Regions from separate parts of the Mus musculus genome. Here all the other regions are linked to region 6. The links are chromatin contacts, called in public promoter capture Hi-C maps. All regions are on one chromosome and are shown on one strand. The core of a region is the stretch at or near the end of the contact, and the rest is flanking DNA. Distances in the headings are between cores, read along the strand shown. Region 1 holds the start of Zfp579 (zinc finger protein 579). Region 2 holds the start of Kmt5c (lysine methyltransferase 5C). Region 3 holds the start of Tmem238 (transmembrane protein 238). Region 4 holds the start of Shisa7 (shisa family member 7). Region 5 holds the start of Isoc2a (isochorismatase domain containing 2a). Region 6 holds the start of Cacng7 (calcium channel, voltage-dependent, gamma subunit 7). Region 7 holds the start of Fam71e2 (family with sequence similarity 71, member E2).

Evidence for each region. Promoter capture Hi-C pulls out the DNA fragments that hold promoters and counts their contacts.
Region 1: a contact with region 6 is called in a promoter capture Hi-C map of liver, with 2.6 times the contacts expected there. The contact joins the promoter of Zfp579 here to the promoter of Cacng7 in region 6.
Region 2: a promoter capture Hi-C map of liver shows a contact between it and region 6, with 2.1 times the contacts expected there. The contact joins the promoter of Kmt5c here to the promoter of Cacng7 in region 6. A contact is called at or near these places in 8 of 39 promoter capture datasets (cranial neural crest, frontonasal cranial neural crest, hippocampal neurons and 4 more).
Region 3: a contact with region 6 is called in a promoter capture Hi-C map of pre-B cells, with 4 times the contacts expected there. The contact joins the promoter of Tmem238 here to the promoter of Cacng7 in region 6. A contact is called at or near these places in 6 of 39 promoter capture datasets (the 3T3-L1 cell line, embryonic stem cells, hippocampal neurons and 3 more) and 1 of 115 datasets of contacts at active chromatin or transcription factors (pancreatic cancer cells).
Region 4: a contact with region 6 is called in a promoter capture Hi-C map of liver, with 6 times the contacts expected there. The contact joins the promoter of Shisa7 here to the promoter of Cacng7 in region 6. A contact is called at or near these places in 2 of 39 promoter capture datasets (hippocampal neurons and liver).
Region 5: a promoter capture Hi-C map of pre-B cells shows a contact between it and region 6, with 3 times the contacts expected there. The contact joins the promoter of Isoc2a here to the promoter of Cacng7 in region 6. A contact is called at or near these places in 3 of 39 promoter capture datasets (cranial neural crest, frontonasal cranial neural crest and pre-B cells) and 1 of 484 Hi-C or Micro-C datasets (cranial neural crest).
Region 7: a contact with region 6 is called in a promoter capture Hi-C map of liver, with 5 times the contacts expected there. The contact joins the promoter of Fam71e2 here to the promoter of Cacng7 in region 6. A contact is called at or near these places in 3 of 39 promoter capture datasets (embryonic stem cells, liver and stem cell-derived epiblast-like cells) and 1 of 115 datasets of contacts at active chromatin or transcription factors (embryonic stem cells).

Annotation. Positions count from the first base shown.
Region 1 is chr7:4,994,726-4,997,425 of GRCm38.p6, forward strand. Zfp579 (zinc finger protein 579) reads right to left here and starts at 1,376. Exons shown (of 2, transcript NM_026741.2): 1 at 1,279-1,376; 2 at 1-187. The coding sequence starts at 185.
Region 2 is chr7:4,738,857-4,741,564 of GRCm38.p6, forward strand. It overlaps Kmt5c (lysine methyltransferase 5C), which reads left to right and starts at 1,271. Exons shown (of 9, transcript NM_146177.2): 1 at 1,271-1,383. Gm24537 (a small nuclear RNA gene) reads left to right here; the gene lies at 1-77. It overlaps Gm42369 (a long non-coding RNA gene), which reads right to left and starts at 1,224. Exons shown (of 2, transcript XR_881802.3): 1 at 436-1,224; 2 at 134-346.
Region 3 is chr7:4,788,277-4,790,976 of GRCm38.p6, forward strand. Tmem238 (transmembrane protein 238) reads right to left here and starts at 1,284. Exons shown (of 2, transcript NM_029384.1): 1 at 729-1,284. The coding sequence starts at 1,266. The coding sequence ends at 736.
Region 4 is chr7:4,843,393-4,846,092 of GRCm38.p6, forward strand. It overlaps Shisa7 (shisa family member 7), which reads right to left and starts at 1,304. Exons shown (of 6, transcript NM_172737.4): 1 at 1,213-1,304. It overlaps Isoc2b (isochorismatase domain containing 2b), which reads right to left. Exons shown (of 6, transcript NM_026158.2): 6 at 1,568-1,973. The coding sequence ends at 1,878. It overlaps Gm36127 (a long non-coding RNA gene), which reads left to right. Exons shown (of 2, transcript XR_881804.2): 2 at 1,391-1,593.
Region 5 is chr7:4,875,764-4,878,463 of GRCm38.p6, forward strand. Isoc2a (isochorismatase domain containing 2a) reads left to right here and starts at 1,290. Exons shown (of 6, transcript NM_001101598.1): 1 at 1,290-1,430.
Region 6 is chr7:3,331,540-3,334,239 of GRCm38.p6, forward strand. It overlaps Cacng7 (calcium channel, voltage-dependent, gamma subunit 7), which reads left to right and starts at 1,286. Exons shown (of 6, transcript NM_133189.5): 1 at 1,286-1,497.
Region 7 is chr7:4,769,952-4,772,651 of GRCm38.p6, forward strand. It overlaps Fam71e2 (family with sequence similarity 71, member E2), which reads right to left and starts at 1,319. Exons shown (of 11, transcript NM_172895.3): 1 at 996-1,319; 2 at 624-778; 3 at 290-545. The coding sequence starts at 1,160. It overlaps Il11 (interleukin 11), which reads right to left. Exons shown (of 5, transcript NM_008350.4): 5 at 2,427-2,700.

The DNA of each region.
Region 1 (2,700 bases), core at 126-2,625, 1.7 Mb after region 6:
GACAGGTAGTAAGGGAAGCGGAAGAGGCGACCACAGGTTGGGCAGGGCAGAGGCGCCCTAGGGGCTCCAGCACCCCCTCTGCCACGACCACGGCCTCGGCCACGGCCACGGCCACGGCCTCGGCCTCGGCCACGGTCACGGTGAGGTGGGCTGCCCTGGGCGGGTGGAGGGGGCTGTGGATCCATGCCTGTGGGGAAAAGGGGAAGAGGCAGGGGTGGGGAGAAGAGATGAAAGATGTGGGGTGAGGTGAAGAGGAGAGCAGAGGTACAGGGCAGGTAGATCCACAGTTCAGAAGAGGATACAGATGAAAGTCGGGAGAGGAAGGTGGTGAGGAGGCAGAAGGGGATAGACACAGGAAAGGAGAGGAGAGAGTTGTGGAGACGTAGGAAAGGGGGGCCAAGTTCAGGAGAAACACAAAGGAGAGAGATAGAGAGAAAGAAAACATAGATATCAGAGGTGGGAACGGTCAGGAAGACAGAACAAGACACATACAGAGGAGACACAGGGAGACAAAGTCAGCCAATTGATTTTGCTCTAGTGCCCTGGGGCTTGAACATTCCTGGAGGGGCTGGGAACCAGTCCACCCTTGGGGCCCAAGTAGGGTGGGATTCAAAGTCAAGAGGCCCTGGAAATAAAAAGTCCATAAGTCAGGGGCTGGGAGGGACCAGTGGGTAGCCGGGCTTAAGCCCCTGGGTCTGTGAGAGGAGAGCTGGGGTCTGGATTCCTGGGTCTGAGGGAGGAGGAATGGGGTCTGGATTCCTGGATCGGAAGGAGGAGGGCTGGGGTCTGGGCTCCTGGGTCTGAAGAAGGTCGGGGTCTGCACTCCTGGGTCTGAGGGAGGACCTGGACTCCTGGGTTTAAAGAAGGGCTGATTTCTGGATCCCTGGGTCTCAGGCAAGAAGACTGAAAGGTAGGACTCCTGGGTCTCAGATAGAACCAGATAGGCGAACTAGACTCTTGCAGGTAGACGCAGCCTCTGAGTCCGGGTGAAGGAAGAAGCTGGGTAAGGGGCCCTGACTCACAAGACAAGGGGGAGGAGTGGACTGGGAGCTGGGCTGCAGAAAATCCTCAGCGAGAAAGCTGTGGCCAGACCCCTGGCCGGGCGTGGTGTCGGGGGAGGGCGTGGAACCTGCCGGCTGTCGGGGGATCTAGGTCCAAGAGGGGGTCTATCTGTTCCGGGTAGGTGTGATCTGCAGAACTAAGGCAGCGGGTCGAGGCCTTGCAGATTGCTCTGCGCAGGGCCTGGGGCTCGCCCCAGTCTCAGGGAGCCGGTCTTACCTCCACCTCCTGCGCTCCTTTCTTCCTTCCCTGCGGCCGGGCGATCGCGGACAGTGGTGGCGGAGAGGGAGGGGGTTGAGCGTAGTGGGAGGGGTGGGGGTGGAGAAGGAGGCTGGGCTCGGTGTTACAGCCTAAGCCTTCCCCCCGGAAACCCGGTGCTTGGTCGGAGGCCAGAAGAGGAAAGACTGGCTGAGAAGCCGGAAGCGGAGGGCCAGGGACCTGGTGGGGGTGCGGGGGGGGGGGGGGCGGGAGCAGAGGAGGGAGCTGCGGCTCCTGGATCCCGGGAGGGGAAGGGGCTGAAGGCCTGTCCTTTGGACCCTCAGAGGAGGAGGAGGCTGCAAGCCTGGGAATCTGGATCCAGCTTTCCACCCCTCCTCCATTTCCCAGCAGATAACACATATTCATTCATTCTTTCAACAAACAGGCATTTATCAAGCCCTGCCGGTGCCAGGCACTGTGCTGGCTGCTGGGTCTGAAGAAGGCAGAGATGGAGATGAACGAAGCAGTGAGTGATACAGGCTTGAGAGTGAACATCAATGATACAAGGAGTGCACCTCTATGATCGAGCCTGACTCTCACTGTCCCTTGGTTGCCTGGGCAAGCAATTCTCTCTTCTCCGAGCCTCAGTTTCTCCCTTTATGGTAAGCCCCAGGATCACAACCCGACCAGTTTTATCAGAACACCTACTGTGGGCTGGCTCTGTCCTTGGTGCTGGATCGATAAAGGCAAAATTCATACTATGATGAAAAGGGACAAACAAGAGTCAGTCACAGACGGTGTGACGAGGGAAGCTCTTGTTTTGGGCAAAGTGCTGTGGAATGAAGGGGATGGAAGAGACAGTGAGCTGGCTTTCAATGGGAGTGAATGCCATTCCTCTAGTCTTCCTTGGCAACTACGTTTCTGGAACTTGGAGCTTTAATGTTTCAGCCTGCTACATGGGCCACATCTCAAAGTATATATGATGGAGAAAAAGGGCCGTTTCAGTTATCTGCCTGCATTACAGTGTTGTTTTCTTTAGGGTTAACTTCATGCCAAACATAGTTGGCAAGAGGCTGGGTAAACTGTTCCTTTTGTACGTGTCTGGGTGAGTAGAGGTTTGGAAAGCTTTGATATGCTAGTAATTCCAGGAATTTACCCTTGAGAAACCAGAAACATGCAGTATTATACTTGTGCCAGTCCATTGCGGCTGCTTTCTTTTTCTTTTTAAAAACATTTCAGGGGGCTGGTGAGATGGCTCAGTGGGTAAGAGCACCCGACTGCTCTTCCGAAGGTCGGAAGTTCAAATCCCAGCAACCACATGGTGGCTCACAACCATCCGTAACGAGATCTGACGCCCTCTTCTGGAGTGTCTGAAGACAGCTACAGTGTACTTACATATAATAAGTAAATAAATAAAATCTTAAAAAAAAAAAAAAAAAAAAA
Region 2 (2,708 bases), core at 21-2,520, 1.4 Mb after region 6:
ATTGCAGCGATACAGTGAAGATTTGCATGGCTCCTGTGCAAGGATGACGAGCAAATTCATGCCTGATCTACATGGTGAGTTCTAGGACAGTCAAAGCTCATGTCTCAAAAGAGAAGCTACTATGATTTAATCAATTGTGTGTGTGTGTGTGTGTGTGTGTGTGTGTGTGTGCGTGCGCGCGCGCGCGCGCGCGCCTTGGCATGAATGTGGAGGTCAAGGACAACCTTCAGGAGTCGGTGCTTTCTTTCCATTATGCGGATCCTGGCTATGAGACTTGTGGGCAGGTGCTTTTACACACTGGGCCATTTCAATGTCCCATCTCACTTCAATCGGTTGTTCCTTCAGTCTGTAGTAACAAAACATTCTGTGCTGTAGGCATTATCCTAACCCACCAAATAGATAACTCAGGAAAGACAAAAACAAAAGTAAGCTTACTTGTTTGGACGTAATTATGATATCCTGCTAATTATACTTGCAGGATTGAAGAGGTGGGTAATCTTAATTAAGGGGTTTCCCCAGGGGAGTGCCCCATGAATCAGAGCTTGTCTTCTAAGTCCCAACTTCTCAGCGTCGTCTCTTTCTGAACTGTTCACAGGCAGGACAAGAAAACTTCACAGAGTTCTTGTAGGTACAATTTTCCAAAGATAAGGAATACTGGGAAAGAGAAAAGATCTTCTTGCTAAGCAGGGTTGGCACTGAAGTTTTGTTGCCATGGCAACCAATGGTCTCCTGGGGCCGGGAGCGCGATGGCGCGTGTGTGCATTCACCTCTTTCCTTCCTGGTTCGCTCAGGGATTTTGCCCCACTTCAAGCTGAAAGAAAGAGAATAGAGCTCCGGATTTAGGGTGATGGGCGGAGGCCTTAACGAATGGAAGCGTGGTCCTGTCCAAGGCCAACCAATAATATACGAAGTTTGTCTCTGACAGAGCCCTCCCTCTTTTCACTTGGACCTGAATAACCTGACCCAAACAGAGTTTCTGTTGGAGCGACGGCTCTTTAAGCCAATGAAAGCACTGATTTGGGACAGTGCAGAAGAAGAGGCGGGACAGATTTTTATGGCAACGCCTGAATGACAGCGACCCGAGCCATTGGCTGTAGTTCGCTGGATTTATTGACAGAGTGGGCGTGGAGGGGTTTTGTCAGGGCACCGACTGGGGCCAGAAGAGGCGGGAAAAAGAGAGCAATGAGAGTCAGCCAATAAGAACAGCGCGAGTTTCATAGCAACGGAAGAGTGACGGCGGGTTGGGCCAAAGGAAGGTTAAGCTGTTTGTTACGCCGGCCGAGGGGAGGCGCGGCGGCTGTGTCGGACGAGAGCCGGAGGAGGCGGTGGGTGGAGGTGGCGGCTGCAACGCGGGTTCCTGAGGAGAAGGAGGAGGAGAAGCGGGTGAGGGGCGGCGCGGGGCCCGACCTCTGAGCCCCCTCTTGGCCCCCGCCCCGCGCCGCCCGGCCTCCCAGTCACCCCCTGAACCGGCTGTCCCCGGGCCCTTCCTCGAACCTTGCGGTCCAAGTCTCCAGCCCCGCGGATCTACGCGCTCCTCACTCGTACCCTTCCCTGCACCCTTGGAGCCCATGCAGACTCCTCTCTCACTCTCAGGACTTTCCTTGCACCTTAGGAGTCGCTCCTTGCCCCACCAGGGCCCATCCCCACCACCTTTTCCTGCATCGTAACCTACCTACCCTGTCACACTCAGGGCACTTCCTGACTCCTGTCTCACTATCCTGGTCTCTGAGGCCCTTCCTCTGACTCTCTGTTTCCCCAGCCCCCTTCTGCAACCTTCCCAGGCTTTAGTTAGCTACTTAGCGCCCTCAATTCCCTCCTCGAACCCGTAGGATCTTTCAGGTTTCCATCACTTCAAATCCCCCAGGATTCCCTCAAACCCTGCTTGGAACCGCTAAGCCCTTCCCTTGGACCCCAGGCATATCTACCCTTTGGATTTCGTGGGCTCCTCCCTTGCAACCTCAGGTGCCTTCTTCCCCCCACCCCCGCCAATCCTGACTTCCCTCCATCTTTCTCTCCCCTTTCTCTCCCTTCACATCATACTCCCTACACCTCACTTTGTCTTTTCCCAGCTTCCAGGCTTTTTTTCTAAGCACCCTCTTCATTTAACCCAGACCGTTTTTTTTCCAGATCTTTCTCCCAGAGTGGCGGAGTGTGTCTTGCCACACTCTGCCTTCTTGCTCTCTCCCAAAGCGCAGAATTGTCAGACACACCACAGTGAGGGTACTGGGTAACCTGGCCCTCCATTTTATTTGATTTGGTTTTCTGAATCTATTTTTTTCCCCTCTTTGCCTCCGACCCTTTGTTTTGACTTGTTCCTCCTCTCCTTTCTGTTCCTCCCTTCTTCCTGTTTTTTGTCCTCTGGCGGGCTTCCCTTTTGCTGGAGTCCTCGGAGAGGCATTAGGGACTGGATCCTTCTTCCCCTAATGGCTGCCTGGGCTCCACCCACAACCTTTTGACCACTCCCCAGAGGAGGGTGACCTTGGAGGGAGGTGCTGAGGACGGGAGAATCAGCCTAGCAGGGGGTCAGCAAAGGCAGGCCAGAAGCTCCTATGGAGTTCCTTTTCCCCTTTCCCTTGATGAGAGCCCAGCTATCCCAACTCCCTCCTGCCATGCTAAGCCTTTGGAGTTATCTCAGGCAGTTAATTAATCTTCCTTCCGCCTGGGTACACAGGGACCTGTCTCTTACATGTGCACTTGGCAAAGTGGTC
Region 3 (2,700 bases), core at 34-2,533, 1.5 Mb after region 6:
GGCAAGAAAGAAGCAGGAAAGCTGGAGAGAATTTAAGAAAGAAAATACAGGGGTCTCAAAAAAAAAAAAATGGCGCATTGGGTAAAGGTGCTTGCCACCAAACTGCTGACCTGAGTTTGATCTCCAAAGCCTACATGCTGGAAAGAGAATAGATGCAACACAAACATTGTGTCACAAATGCGCGCACACGCACACGCACGCACACACACACACTAATAAAGGGCCAAGAGTGGTGGCACATGCCTTTAATTCCAGCACTCCGGAGGCAGACACAAGCTGATCTCAGTTCAAGGGCAGCCTGGTCTACATATCAAGTTCCAGGACAGCCGTGAAGCCCTGTCTTAAATATCAGAGAAAGGGAAAGGAACAAGGGTGCTTTCCCTCTCTGTGCCCACTGGTTCTTCTTTGCCTCTGACTTCACATTAGGACCGCCTGTCTGGATGAATGGCACTCTTTCATTTGTACATTTGTGTGGTCCGGACAAGAGTGTCACCTACTTTCGGAGCTTCTTGTACAGTAACAGTAATGAGCTCAGAGAACTGGCTACAGGGAGGATGGCATGAGGCCTGGTGCACGTGGAGCAAAAGGAGGAGGGCGTGCTGTGACTCCCAACTTTGTCCCACCCATCCTTCCGAGTCTCTGCTATCTCTGACTCACTCTCCTGCAGTTTCCCCTTCCAGCGACATGTCCGTCTCCCCACCACATCTCATTCTTTCTGGTGTCCTCACCTGGGGCTCACTCGCTGCCCGTGCCTGCCGCCACGGACCCCGCCTCAAGCGTGGCGAGCTGCAGGCGCACGCGGCGGGAGCCGGAGGAGGAGGGCTGGGGCGCGCGGTTCGCTCTGCGTGCTGAGCGGAGACCGGCTGTGGTCCGGGGACTGGCGGTGGCGGGCGCCGACCAGCGACGGGACAGCTTGCGCGCCAGGCGGGCAATCGCCGAGGGTCGTAGGCCGTAGTCACGCTCCAGCTCCTGGCGCGAGATCTCGATGTTGCCGGTGTACCAGAGAATCCAGCCCAGCAGGCTCAAGAACACCAGCAGCGCCCCAGAGTAGATGAGCAGGTCCCCGAAGTCGCGGCCGCGCACCTGCAGCTGCGCGAACACGCCGGTCAGCAGCGCCGCCATGCCCGCCACGTCCAAGGCCACGGCCAGCAGCAGCGCCATGCGGCAGCGGCCCAAGCCGGCCGCTGGAGCCGGTGCGGGCGCGGGTGGGGACGAGGCGCCGACCGCGGACGCCTGCGAGCCGCACACCGGTGACGCTGCCGCCATGGCCCTCGGTGGCCCGCCGCCGCCTGCTCCCCGACAGCGTCCCGGGGTGCGGCTTCCCGGGGCGGAGTTAGGGCCCGGCGCCAGGTGTGCCCAGTGCCTGCATGGTCACCTGAGCTCACAGCCTGGACCTGGTGGCCCGAATGAGTCTCTTGTGTAGCTCAAAGGTCTGGGAGGATCAGCGGCGCACGACCCTGTCCATTAAGCAGTGCCAGATGACTAGGGCCAAATTTCAGGGTGGCATAATGTAGCTAGATAGTGTTTCTACTTAGTGCCCGTCTCCCGAGGGCTACCTGTACCACCAAGTCCATAGTGAAACAAAATGGGGATCAGAAACAAAAAACCGGGCATGTTGGTATGTAGCTCGCTTGGTGGAGTGCTTGCCTACCATGCTCGAAGTTCTTGATTTCATGCCCTGCACAGCATAAAATCCAACAACAGCAACAACAACATTCTCTGGAGCACAGAATCAGCAGCCAGAGCCCTGAAGCTGTCTCCATGCTTGTCTTTTGAGATCTCTTGTGAGTGTAGGGCCTTGTTAACCCAACCTGGGAATACAATGAACCCATCTCCCAGGTGCCAGCTGACACCTTGTGTACACAATATACTGAGCTCAGGGCTCTGTTAGTGCTCAGATGTTAGCCTGACAAGACCTGCCTTCCTGTTCCTAGCCACAATTCCCGAAGTGCTCAGGAAAGGTGTCCCTGAGGAGATGGCATAGAAATTGTAGCTTTAGCCTGACAGTGGTGACCCATGCCCTTAGTCCCAGCACTTGAGAGGCAGATCTCTTGATTTCGAGGCCAGCCTGGTCTATAGAATGAGTTCCAGGACAGCCAGGGCCACACAGAGAGATCCTGACTCAAGTCAAACCAAACCAAAACTGTGGCCTTTTTGCTATTATTTTTTAAAGATATATTTATTGTTATATGTAAGTACACTGTAGCTGCCTTCAGACACATCAGAAGCCGGGCGTGGTGGCGCACGCCTTTAATCCCAGCACTCGGGAGGCAGAGGCAGGCGGATTTCTGAGTTCGAGGCCAGCCTGGTCTACAGAGTGAGTTCCAGGACAGCCAGGGCTACACAGAGAAACCCTGTCTCGAAAAAAAAAAAAAAAAACAAAAACAAAAAAAAAACCAAACAAACAAACAAAAAAAACAACAACAAAACAGACACATCAGAAGCATCAGATTCCGTTAGGGATGATTGTGAGCCACCATGTGGCTGTTTGGAATTTGAACTCAGGACCTTCAGAAGAACAGTCAGTGTTCTTCCCCACTGAGCCATCTCACCAGCTCCAACTTAGAGAGAATTTAATGGGTATGGCCAGGTCACTCTGGAACTGAGAGGCATCATGGCACAGGCAAATGGTTGGGCCAAGCCATGGTCCACACTAGGAGGACCCAACAGCTATTATAGGGAAGTCCTGATCTTCCACAC
Region 4 (2,700 bases), core at 54-2,553, 1.5 Mb after region 6:
AATGGCCCGAGTGGGGTCTGCAGGTGGCGGCTGAGGAGGTGGTGGTGGGGGCACAGATCAGGGAAGGGGGTAGGAGCATGTGGAAGGGGTTCCTAGGAATCTCAGGGATTAGGAAGTCGGTTTGAGGTGGGAATGCGGAAAGCAGGCAAGATTGGGGACCTGTAGAAGGAGGGAGAGGAGAGTAGCAGGTCCTGGCTACTGTGGCGCTGGGAAAGACCCCCAAATCCCTGCCTGCTAAGGATAGCGTGGATACCACATGCAGCGCTACTTTGTCTGGGCTGTCTGGGGTCCCTGCCTAGAGTCTCCGTCCATTCTCTTCTTAGGCCCCCTGCCTACGTGCAGCCGGCTGTCTTCTCTCTTTCTAACCTGGCTCTGCCGTCGGGTTTCTGTTCCTCTGCATCTCTGCGTCTGTCTAGGGCTCTGTCCGGATCTCTGTCTGGGCCCTCCATCCCCAACCTCCCCCGCCTGGATCTGTAGCCTCCTTGTAATTTCCACACCCAGTTCCTCTGTCAGGGGCTCTCTCAATCTCTGCTTGTCTGTCCCGGGATTCTGTCCCTTCTAAGTGTCTCATTCTCATCACTGCACTGTTCCCCGCCCTTTGAGCCCCTCACTCTTGAGCAGAGTGGGTGGGGGGCGCTGCGGAGGGAGCTGTGTGTTCCCAGCGCAAAATAGACTCCCGTTGCCATGGCGACGCGAGCGCGGCCTCGAGACGCAGGCTTCGGGCTGGGTGTGCGGAGGGGACACCTGGAACCGGAACGCGGGGGCCGGGGCTCCGACGCCCGTGTCCCAAGGGGCTCCGGAGGATGGATGGAACTCCTAGGTCCCCGGGGAGGGTGTACTGGGCTAGGTAACTTGTGGGAGGGGGCTGGGCTGCTAGGATCTGCGGCGGCGGTGGGTGAGTTTGATTGTCAATGGGGTTGGACTGGTCCTTGCATCTCTGGTGGACACGGGATGCCTTCAAAGGCCCCCAGGCTGGGGATGGAGTCTGCGAATCTCGGGTGAGGGTTTGACGCGGTGGAGGCGGAGGGGCGTCTGTAGAGTTTGAACACTCTGATCTCCAAGGGGCTGCAGAATTCTGCGTCTTGGGCGAGTAAGGACCACGGAGCAGCAACTGTCCATCCCATCCATTCACATACTTGTCCATTCCTCCCCATCCCTCTTTTTCCCCCGTGCCTCAGTTTACCCCTCCTCACCAGGTACGGATGCGCTCACCTCACTTTCCGGATGCGGGACCTTCAGGGAATCGGGGGTGGCAGCGTGGGGGCCAGCCAGGGTAGGCAGAGCGAGCGCGTGTCTGCCAGCCCGCGGGGCTGGGCGCGCGCGCGCTGATGGGGGTGGGGGCGGCAGGCTGCGTGGTGGGGACCCTGGCCGGCAGCTCTTTCTTTTGCAGATGCGCACCGGCCCCAGTGCAGATGTGGCCGCTGCCAGCCCTCGCCTGTGTCTCGCGCCGGCTTGGAGCTTGGAGAGGCGCCTCCCCCACCCCACCTGGAGGAGACCCCACTTTCTTCCTCCCACAGACCCTTGTAGCCCCCGTGATGCCCCCTAAACCCAATAATGGTTCGGTCCTCAGTCACATAAATGTTTATTCTCCGAGACAGGGTCCCAGTTGTGACATTTGTTCCCCCTCCTTTTCCCGCTTCGTGAAGTGGCCCGGGGCCCAGCCCCACCTCCACCTTTCTCTAAACCAATTCCCACCCAGCATCAAGGAATTTCATTTGCATTTCCGGGACCAGCTGCCCAATCGGAAGACAGAACCACGCCTCCTCTCCCACGGGGGCGGTTCTCCTGGCGGACTGCACCACTCTTGGGATCCATGGATGAAGGAAAAGTCATCCATCAACGTCTGGGTGACAAGGAGGGTGGGTGCTTCCTTCAAGTCAGGTCCTGGAGTTGGGCAACAGGGAGTTTTTCTTGCCTTGGAAGAAGCCTAACAGTCCGATGTCTGTGACTGGCTCCTTGAGGATCTTCTGAATCTGCAGGCAAAGGAGATGAGGAAGTGAAGAAGCCCTATCTCCGGAATAGAGAATCTGAGGAGCACCTCTTCATCTTGATCTCCCTTATTCTGACAGCATCGCTTCTCCAGTCAACTACTTCTTTTTCCTGTTTTCCAGGTGACCTCTCCCTCACACTTGCCTGGTTGAGCTGTTCCCCGCCATCTTGGTATGCTCTTGCCTTGGGACCACTAAGAGCAGATGGTTTGGGTTATCTTGTCTACCTCCATGTCCATCTTCTTCACTAGTCTCATCTTTCCTGGGTCATTCCTTTAGCTCTCAGCTCTCCCACACACAGACCCAACGAACTCATGAACTCTCAACGAATTTACACAACTCTCTCTTGGTGGAACAAGAATAATCAACCACATTACTGGCAATCAAACAGTCCAGCCAAGTTTATCTCCAGAAAATTATACCAAAAAATGCAAATCCTGCACCTCCACTTCTCTTCCCTGGTTAAACCCCACCACTGTTTATGGGATTTGTTGGTTTCCCTTCTTTGTCCCAGGCCACATAATGTAATCTTTTGACTATTCACCAATTTGATGGTGGCCAGCTCCTGTACTCTTTCTTTCTCAATGAAGCATAGTTGAGGTTTATTAAAGATATTTTAATATAGAGTTTAGGAACAAAGAGAGGTGCTTTTTCTCTTGCTTGTGGCCCCAGTAGTCTATGGAATTTCCTGGTAAGAAGATAAACACCAAAG
Region 5 (2,700 bases), core at 40-2,539, 1.5 Mb after region 6:
GACCAGGTGTCCCTGGGCTGCAGCCCCAGGGAATGTATAAACAGAAGTCTCACTGCGTACAGATCTCAGGGCCCAGTTGAGAGACCCCGAGGGACTGCACGGGCTCTAGGATGCACGGCTGAATGTTCTGAAGTAGAAATACAGATCAGAGCACACTCCTCAAGTGTGCAAAGGACTGGATGGCTGACGGTTCCAGAATGAGAGGTCACCCTGGGAGTGCGGGTGAGCCCTAACACCGTGCTTGTCTTATGGGGTAGATGGGTAGACTCCGGAGCCTGTAGCTTGCTGGTTAAGAACTGATACAGAAAGACAAAGTGCAGACAAGAGGGGAGGGTGCTCGTTGGGCGTCTCCTACATGACCAATTAAAACATAACTGGGCCTGAATATAAAACAGACAGTGTATGGGTGCAGAGGCAGAGGAAAGTGCCTGGAGATAGATAGCCAATTAGGGGAACAAAAGCCTCTTTAGCAAGGCGAGACTAGGCAGAGTCAACCTCAGCGATGAATGTTGAGGGCTTTTAAATGGAGACTTGGGAGGGGGTTGCATTGGCTGGAAAGAGAGGGATCCTGTCTCTGAGAGGGGTGCCAGTACCTCCAGGCCACAGGTCAATCACTTCACCTCCAGGCTCACACCCTACTCCAGAGCTCCCTCCAGAGGGGTGAAATTGAGGCCCAAATGACTCCTGGGAACAGGAAGCCTGGCCTCTGTAGAATCCATGGAATCCTGAGATTCATCAATGGCATGCCTGCTTGTATCTACTTAATTTTTCCCATCTATTTATTCTGTGGTGTGTGTGTTTCTGTCTTTGCATACGTGCCTGCGCCACATCAGGTCTGCAGAGGTCAGAAGACAAGTTGCAGGACTCAGTTCTCTTCTTCCAAAATAAGGGTTCTAGAGATTTCTACAGAAATCAGGTCCAGACCTTGCTGAACCCTGCAAGCCAGTCTTTTAGTGGGGTTCAGGGAGCAGGCTTTCAGTGTGTAGCCCACGATGGTGCAGGTACCTTTAGCTCAGATAAGAAAGGCAGGTTGTAACTGTGAGGCGCAGCAATAATACAAGGTGCAACCTGATAACCTCTACCTTCATTCCCAGTTAGAATCTGAGCTCTCAGCAGAGGCCGCCTCTCAAGCCCTCATCGGCTCTTCATTGGTTCTGTGCGCTATCTCTCCACCCCTTAGGCTTCTGCGGACCAATCAGATTCTCATGACTGACCCGCCTTAGCCGCCCCTCCCCCTTACAGGGCGCAGCCGAGGCGCGAGCTGATTGGCCTGCTCGGGAGGGAGGGGTAGACACGTAAGGGGAGCAGACCTCGTGTCCAAAGTGGGCAAAACGGTGACCCAGCCCGGAACTAGTGACAGTCCAGTGGGGGAGAGTGCGCTGAAGGGACCTAGTGGAGGGACTTGCTGCACTCGAACCTGGTACCGCCGGGTAAGTCCAACTGCCCGTCCTTACAGACGGAGGAAACGGAAGGTTTGCGGGGTGTCCAGCTGAGGAGGGGCTCCAGTTGGTCTCAGGATGGATCATCAGGGAGGAACTTCAAGCTTCTCCAGAGCTAAGTTTTGTATCAGCCCCAGGAGTGGGCGATTCTCACGCCCATTTCTTCCAAGAAGAAAAGCGTCCCAGAGACACAGAGCTTAGAAATCTGGGTTCCTGTAGTGGTGTGCAGTAACCACTTGCCCAATTAAGCAACCTCATCCCCAGTCTGTCCGCAGGAGGTCACTTACCCCAGCCTAAGACAGGTTTCCTTTACTGAGCTGAGGCCTCCTTCCAGGACCCCCACGATGTCCCGAAATCTCTCTGCAGTCTAGACACCCTCTTCACTTTTCACACGCGCGTCCCACCTCCACTCTTTCATTGTCTCCCTTAGATTGGTTATTTTCTGTCCCAGCTCTCACCCAGGTTCCGTTTCGTCTGCAGATCATACCTAGCTGGCCTGAACTTTTTCTTTCTTTTTTATTCTCTCAGATACTACATCTCGACTGCAGTTTCCCCTCCTCCCTCCCTCCCCAACAGCCCTCCTTCCCTCCACTGCTCTTTCTTTTCCGAAAAGGGCATGCCTGCCCTCAGACGCCAACCAAACATAGCACATCAAATTGCAGTAAGACTGTGCACCTCCCCTAGTATTAAGTCTGGAGAAGGCCGCTCAGGATGAGGAAAGGGTCCCAAAAGCAGGAAAGAGTCAGAGACAGCCCCTCTCCCACTGTTAGGAGTTCCACTAGAAGACCAAGCTGCACAACCCAAACACATATGTAGAGGGCCTATATCAATCCCGTGCAGGCTCCCTGGTTGCTGGTTCAGTCCCTGTGAGCCCCTATGAGCCCAGGTTAGTTGATTCTGTGGGTTGTCTTGTTGTCTTTGACCTCTCTGACTCCTGCAATCTCCCCCTCTTTTCTGCAGGACTCCCCAAGTTCTTCCTAATGTTTTGATTGTGGTTCTCTTCATCTCTTTCCATAAGTTGCTGGATAAAGTGTCTCTGATGACAGTTGGGCCAAGCACCAATCTATACCATTAGGCATCTCAATTTTAAAAAAAATATTTATTGCTGCCAGGAGTGTTTGGTTCTATCCTAGGTCTCTGGGCTATCTAGCCTCCCAGGTAGTGGGTTGGGCTCCCTCTGGTGGCTTGGGTCTCCAGCTGGGCCAGTCATTGGCTGGCTACTCCCACCATTTCTGGGCCACCTTTACCCCAACACATCTTG
Region 6 (2,700 bases), core at 36-2,535:
CAGAAGACAGGCAGAAACGTCCTCCCGGCCTCTTTCTCCCCTGACCCACTTTGCAAGTACGTGTGGAGGAGAGCAGGGAGTGAAGGGGACCAATCAAGATAAGACTACGTTTCCCAGCAGACATCGCAGAAGACCCTGCCCCCCTCCCCAGGTGCTGTCCTCTGGCCGCCAGGGCTGATGGGGAATGTAGTCTCTGGATCGGGCAAGCCAGCAGAATGGTGCCCCTGTCAGTGTGTTTGGAGGGGACAGAACCTCAAAAGCTTAGCAGGTTCCTTTGAAGGCCTGGCATCTCTCCTCCGGATCTTCGAGTCTCACTCCAACTGGAGGCTGAGGTTACCCCTTTCTCTGGTATCACCTCTCCTGTACTCTTATCACGTTCCTGAAAGCCCCAGTCCAAGTTTCGACCCTCGGCGGGCAGCCTGCCCCTTTAAGAGTGGCCCCGCTGACATCACGGCGGGGGGGGGGGGTGCTGGCCCCGCTCCCAGCTCCGCGGCGGCTGCAGGACCCGGCTCTGCTCTGCGCCTGCCCGCCAGCTGCTCTAGGGACCCGGCCCGGGACGCCCCTTCCCGCCTTCTTCAGCTGCCCAGACCCCCAGGCTCCGCCCCTTGCCTGGCTACAGCCCCAGTCCTCGTCAGGGGGATATCCCATCCTGGCTTGCCCCTGCTGTCTCTCCTCAGAAAGTCAGTCTCTCTCTCTCTCTCTCTCTCTCTCTCTCTCTCTCTCTCTCTCTCGTCTATTTCTCTCTATTTTTCTATTTCCCCATCCCATCTCCTACAAGCTTAAGGTCCCTGGATTTCAGTTTCCTTTGGTCCAAGGCCTCTGAGCTCTCCTTGCCTGGATTTTGGGGCTCTCTGACCTCTCTACTCCCAGGGCCTCAAAATCTCTGAGCCGCTGGAGTGGTGGGGGTGGGGACACCTGAAACTACTCCATCTCTGTCTCCTCTTTTCTGTCTGTCTTTTCTAGTCTCAGGACGCGTGAGTTCCAGAAAATATTTCTCTCTCTCTCTCTTCTCTCTTCTCTCTCTCTCTTCTCTCTTCTCTCTTCTCTCTTCTCTCTTCTCTCTTCTCTCTTTTCTCTTCTCTCGCTCTCTCGCTCTCGCTCTCGCTCTTGCTCTCTCTCTCCTTCTTGGGCTCTCTGCCTCTGTTTCTATTCTCTCTCCCTCCCTGCCTGCCTCCCTGCCTTCCCCCCATCCTGAAGGCTCATCTCATTCCCTCGCTGCATCCTTCTCCCTCCCTTCCCGCCCCTCCCCTCCTCCGCATTAGCCAATGAGCGGCCGCTGGTCCCTGCTCCCGGCTGCGTCCGCTGAGTGAGGCCGCGGGCGAGGGGGGTGGGGGGTGGGAGGCCCGGAGGGGGCCGGGACGCCGGGCTCGGGGGCGGGGGCGGGGGGCGCGGGCACCGGAGACCCCGGTGGCGGCAGCGGCGGCCGGGGAAAACCGCGGGGCCGGTCATGCGGCTGCGGGGCCCGCGGCCCGGAGCGTCCGCCCAGCCCTGAGAGAGGTAAGAGCGAGGGGAGGGTCCGGTGAGGCAAGGGGGCTCCGAGCTAGACCACTCTCAGCCGGAATTGGGGCTCGGGGGAGGTTAGAGGGGCTCCAGGTATGGGATCCTGAGGATTTCAATGTTGAATTTGGGAAGGTTTTGGCGGATAGAGGAACATTTGGGCCTGGTGGATCCCGGAGGACCTGGGGTCCGAGGGTCCGAGAGTAAGAAAACAAACTCGGTGTTTGAGAGTTAAGAGACCGTCGCCACTGGGTAGGCTCTAGGCGGGGTCTTTGAGGAAGCGGATCACGACGAAGGAGGAGGGCCCAGGCCGGTAAGAGCAAGCCGTGAGTCTGGGAAAGGGTCCTAAATAAAGCGGAGAGTTACGGACTCCAAGGATATCGAAGGGAGATGGAGTTTGGACTTGGGCTTTGAGGAATGGCACTTGAGCCATTCAGATATCCAGATCGCGGAAACGCTGGCGTAAAGGATCAATCAGAAGGAGATTCCAGGCCTGGTGATGGTGGAGGTGGGGGTGTCCCAGAGGTGGAATGGCAGCAGAATAAAGAGCTGTGTGGGTCAGGTAGAAAGAAGATGAACTGGACGTGAGAAGGAATGGGATTAATGTAAGAAGTGAGGGGAATTGGAAAGGTCCAGCTCCCCAACTGCTAGTCTAGTAGGAGGAGCAGACCCGAAGGCTGAGGTCAGCTCCCCAGACCAAGACAGTCCGGTGATTGGGTAGATAATGCTTGTATGAGCTGAGTACTGAAAGCAGAGCAGGCAGCTGGCGGTCAAGCCCCAGAGCCACTTGAAGGGGGATGGGAAGAAAAGCTAGACAGCTCTGTTAAATCTAGATCTTTGGGTCCTCCACGAGGCTGGGGCTGAAAGTGAGGGGTTCTGGACCTAAGAACCCCAGGATGTAAGTGGTGACTCTGATTCTATGGTCTTTATTGGGATGGAGTAGAATCCAAAAGCTTACAGAATTCTGATGGAGCCAAGTAGAGTCTCATGTCTTAATTGCATATTGGGAAAATGTTTGGGGGAGGTGTCTCAAACTTTGTAATGAAAAAGATGGTGGGTGGGAGCTGGAGAGATAGTTTAGTTAAGAACACTTGCTGCTCTTCCAGAAGACTCGAGTTTGTTTCACAGCACCTGTCAGGTGATTCACAATTGTCTCTCAACACTAGCTCCAGAGGCCCCATCACCTCTGGCTTCTTCCAATGT
Region 7 (2,700 bases), core at 69-2,568, 1.4 Mb after region 6:
GAGGGTTCTGAGGGTTTGAACTCAGATTCTCATAGTTCCTAGGCAATAATATCTTTACCAACTGAACTGTTTTCTCCACCCCATGATTGTCTCACCTGCCCAGCCTGCACCTTCCTCCCCATCTTTTCTTCCTTGGTCCCATGAGGTCAGACTCTCCTTTTAAATACAGCATTCTAGGATCCCAGCTCCTTTCCAATGGGATGGGAGCGGCTAGCCTGTGGGCTGTGGGTCCCCTGTTCTCTGTGGAATCTGGACGGTGGTTTCCAGGCCTTGTTCATTGAATCCTCACCTGAAAGTGCCAAGTGGAGGCAAGAGTGACTTCTGGGGGTATTTCCAGCACGGAGGGTTCTGTTTTTGGTGTCTTGGATAATTTAGGCCCTCGAAGCATGTTGATGAGGCGAATCCAGCGGTCAAACAGAAAGGCCAGCTCATGTTCAGGGGCATCCAGTGCCAGGAAATAATGACGGCCGGATCTCAGACGCAGTTTCAGTCGCCAGGTGGGCAGATCATCGACATACAGGCGGGCAAGGTCTAGTGGGATCATCCTGCGGGAGGTGGGAGACAAGGTAGCTAGTGCGATAGGATGGAGTGGAGTGAGCTAGGATGGGGCTCAAGGAACATACCTGGTTAGGATGAGACTGGAGCACTCCTCGTCCTCGGGGGGCCGAGCAATCAACAGAATGTCAGGCAGCATTAGGCCAGGCAAGGATGCTGCGACACCCATAGTCAGCTTGTTGGATTTGTTGTGTAATAACGCAGGAGTCCCATTGTTGGTTACCTGGGGCAGCCAGGGAGCAGGGCTGGGACCAGTTCTTTCTCCAACATTCCTCCAGCATCCCTCACCTGAGAGCCTCCTTTCTTTCCAAACCCATCTTCTACCTACAGGAGTTCAAATTCCAAATCCCTGTTCAACCCACTCTGCCCAGGGGTTCCCTCTCTCTTCCTGTGTCTCAGACTTCCTCCCCCATTTCCAGGGGGCTCAGGGAGCTGGGGACCTGGGTAAAGTTACTCTCGAACATGGGCAGCGGGCGGAGGGGCAGGTATTCGGCCATCTGAAGGGTCTTCTGCATCTCTCCAAGGATGGGAACCCACTTCGGAGGCTCCGGGGGAGGCGGAGGGAAAAAAAAGCGCCACAGCCGCCTCATAACAGCGGGTGCCATAACAGCGGGTGAGGGTGTATAGATTCAAGAATCCTGGACCCAAGTGGAGCCCTGACCCCCACCCCAGCCCACCAGCTTTGGACCCTTGGGCTTCAAGGATGTCAGGCGCTCAGCAGTGACAGAAAGTGGAGTGTCCCCAGGGCCGAGAGACTCTGGTATGGCCATGGCCCTGCAGAGAGGTAGTCAGCACTAGGCCGTGGGTGGAACCTTTGAGAGGGGCTTTGTGACCTCACTAGACCCTAGAGGCTGCTTCCTGGGAACTGCCTAGGGGCCTCACCATTCCAGAATAAGGTGTGGACTCTTTTGAGGGCTGGGATAGGTGACTCAGACCTCTATCAGAACATCTCCATCTCCTGGACCCAAGATTGTGATGACACAGCCCTCCCCCCCCCCCGCTCCCCCCTCCCCGCCCCCCCCAGGGATCTGTGTTAGAACCTCCATAGGGATCATTAACCCAAAGGCTTGAATCACAGGCCTAGTTCTGCCTGTGACCCTCCTCTTTACTCTCAGGAAGACCCAACCCCACATTGAGCCTCAGTTTCCTAATGGCTCGTGTGTGTGTGTGTGTGTGTGTGTGTGTGTGTGTGTGTCCCCACAACTCTCGAATCAACTAAACACTGAACTGTAAAGAAAGGACGACCATAGCTGGGCATGGCCATCACAGCTGTTATCCCAGCACTAGGGATGGGAGGCTGGAAAATCGTGTTTGAAACCATCTTAGGCTATGTAACAATACCTTGTCTCAAAATAATAAATAGAAAAATAAAGCAAAGGGCTTGGAGATGCGGTTGAGTGTTAAAGTGCTTGCTTGGCATGCACAAGGCCCTGGGTTCAGTCCTAGTACCATAATGATATAAGGCCAACTACCTGTATGAGCATAAGAGCAATAAGCTGGGCATGGTGGCACACAGTTTTAATTCCAGCACTCTGGAAGAAGCAGGCAGATCTCTGTGAGGTAAGACTCAAAACCAAGGCAAAATACCCTACAGAAAACAATTCCTCCCCTTGAGCCTCAGTTTCCCTCTCTTTTGTAAAGCAGGGCAACTTTTTCTGAATCTAAGACAACTTCTTAAGGAGATATATGTATATGTGTATATATATATGTGTGTGTGTGTGTGTGTGTGTGTGTGTGTGTGTGTGTGTGTGTATGCTCAGTATGACCCAGGACATGGGCTCAAATAACCATTTTTCTTGGTCCCTTCTGAGTCCTATTTTGAGGTTATACAGCATGTACAGTGGGGTGAGACAGAGACTGGTACAGTGCCATTCTAAAAATAGTGTTTATTAATGTTTATAAATGTGTCCTGCAAAATACAGTCATGGTGAAAACTCTGGAAAATGCAAACACAAACAGTAACAGTCACCCACTGTGCCATTGCTTGTTTTCAGCCCTGAGGCAGCTATCGTCAACATCATGGTGTTTCCATTTTGAAAAACCAAACAGTCCATACTCATGTATAGGGAGAGTAGTTCTACCATCTGCTGCTCCTGGGTCGCAGAGACGTTCAATATCTAAAGCAGTCTTCGCCTGGAACTTGCC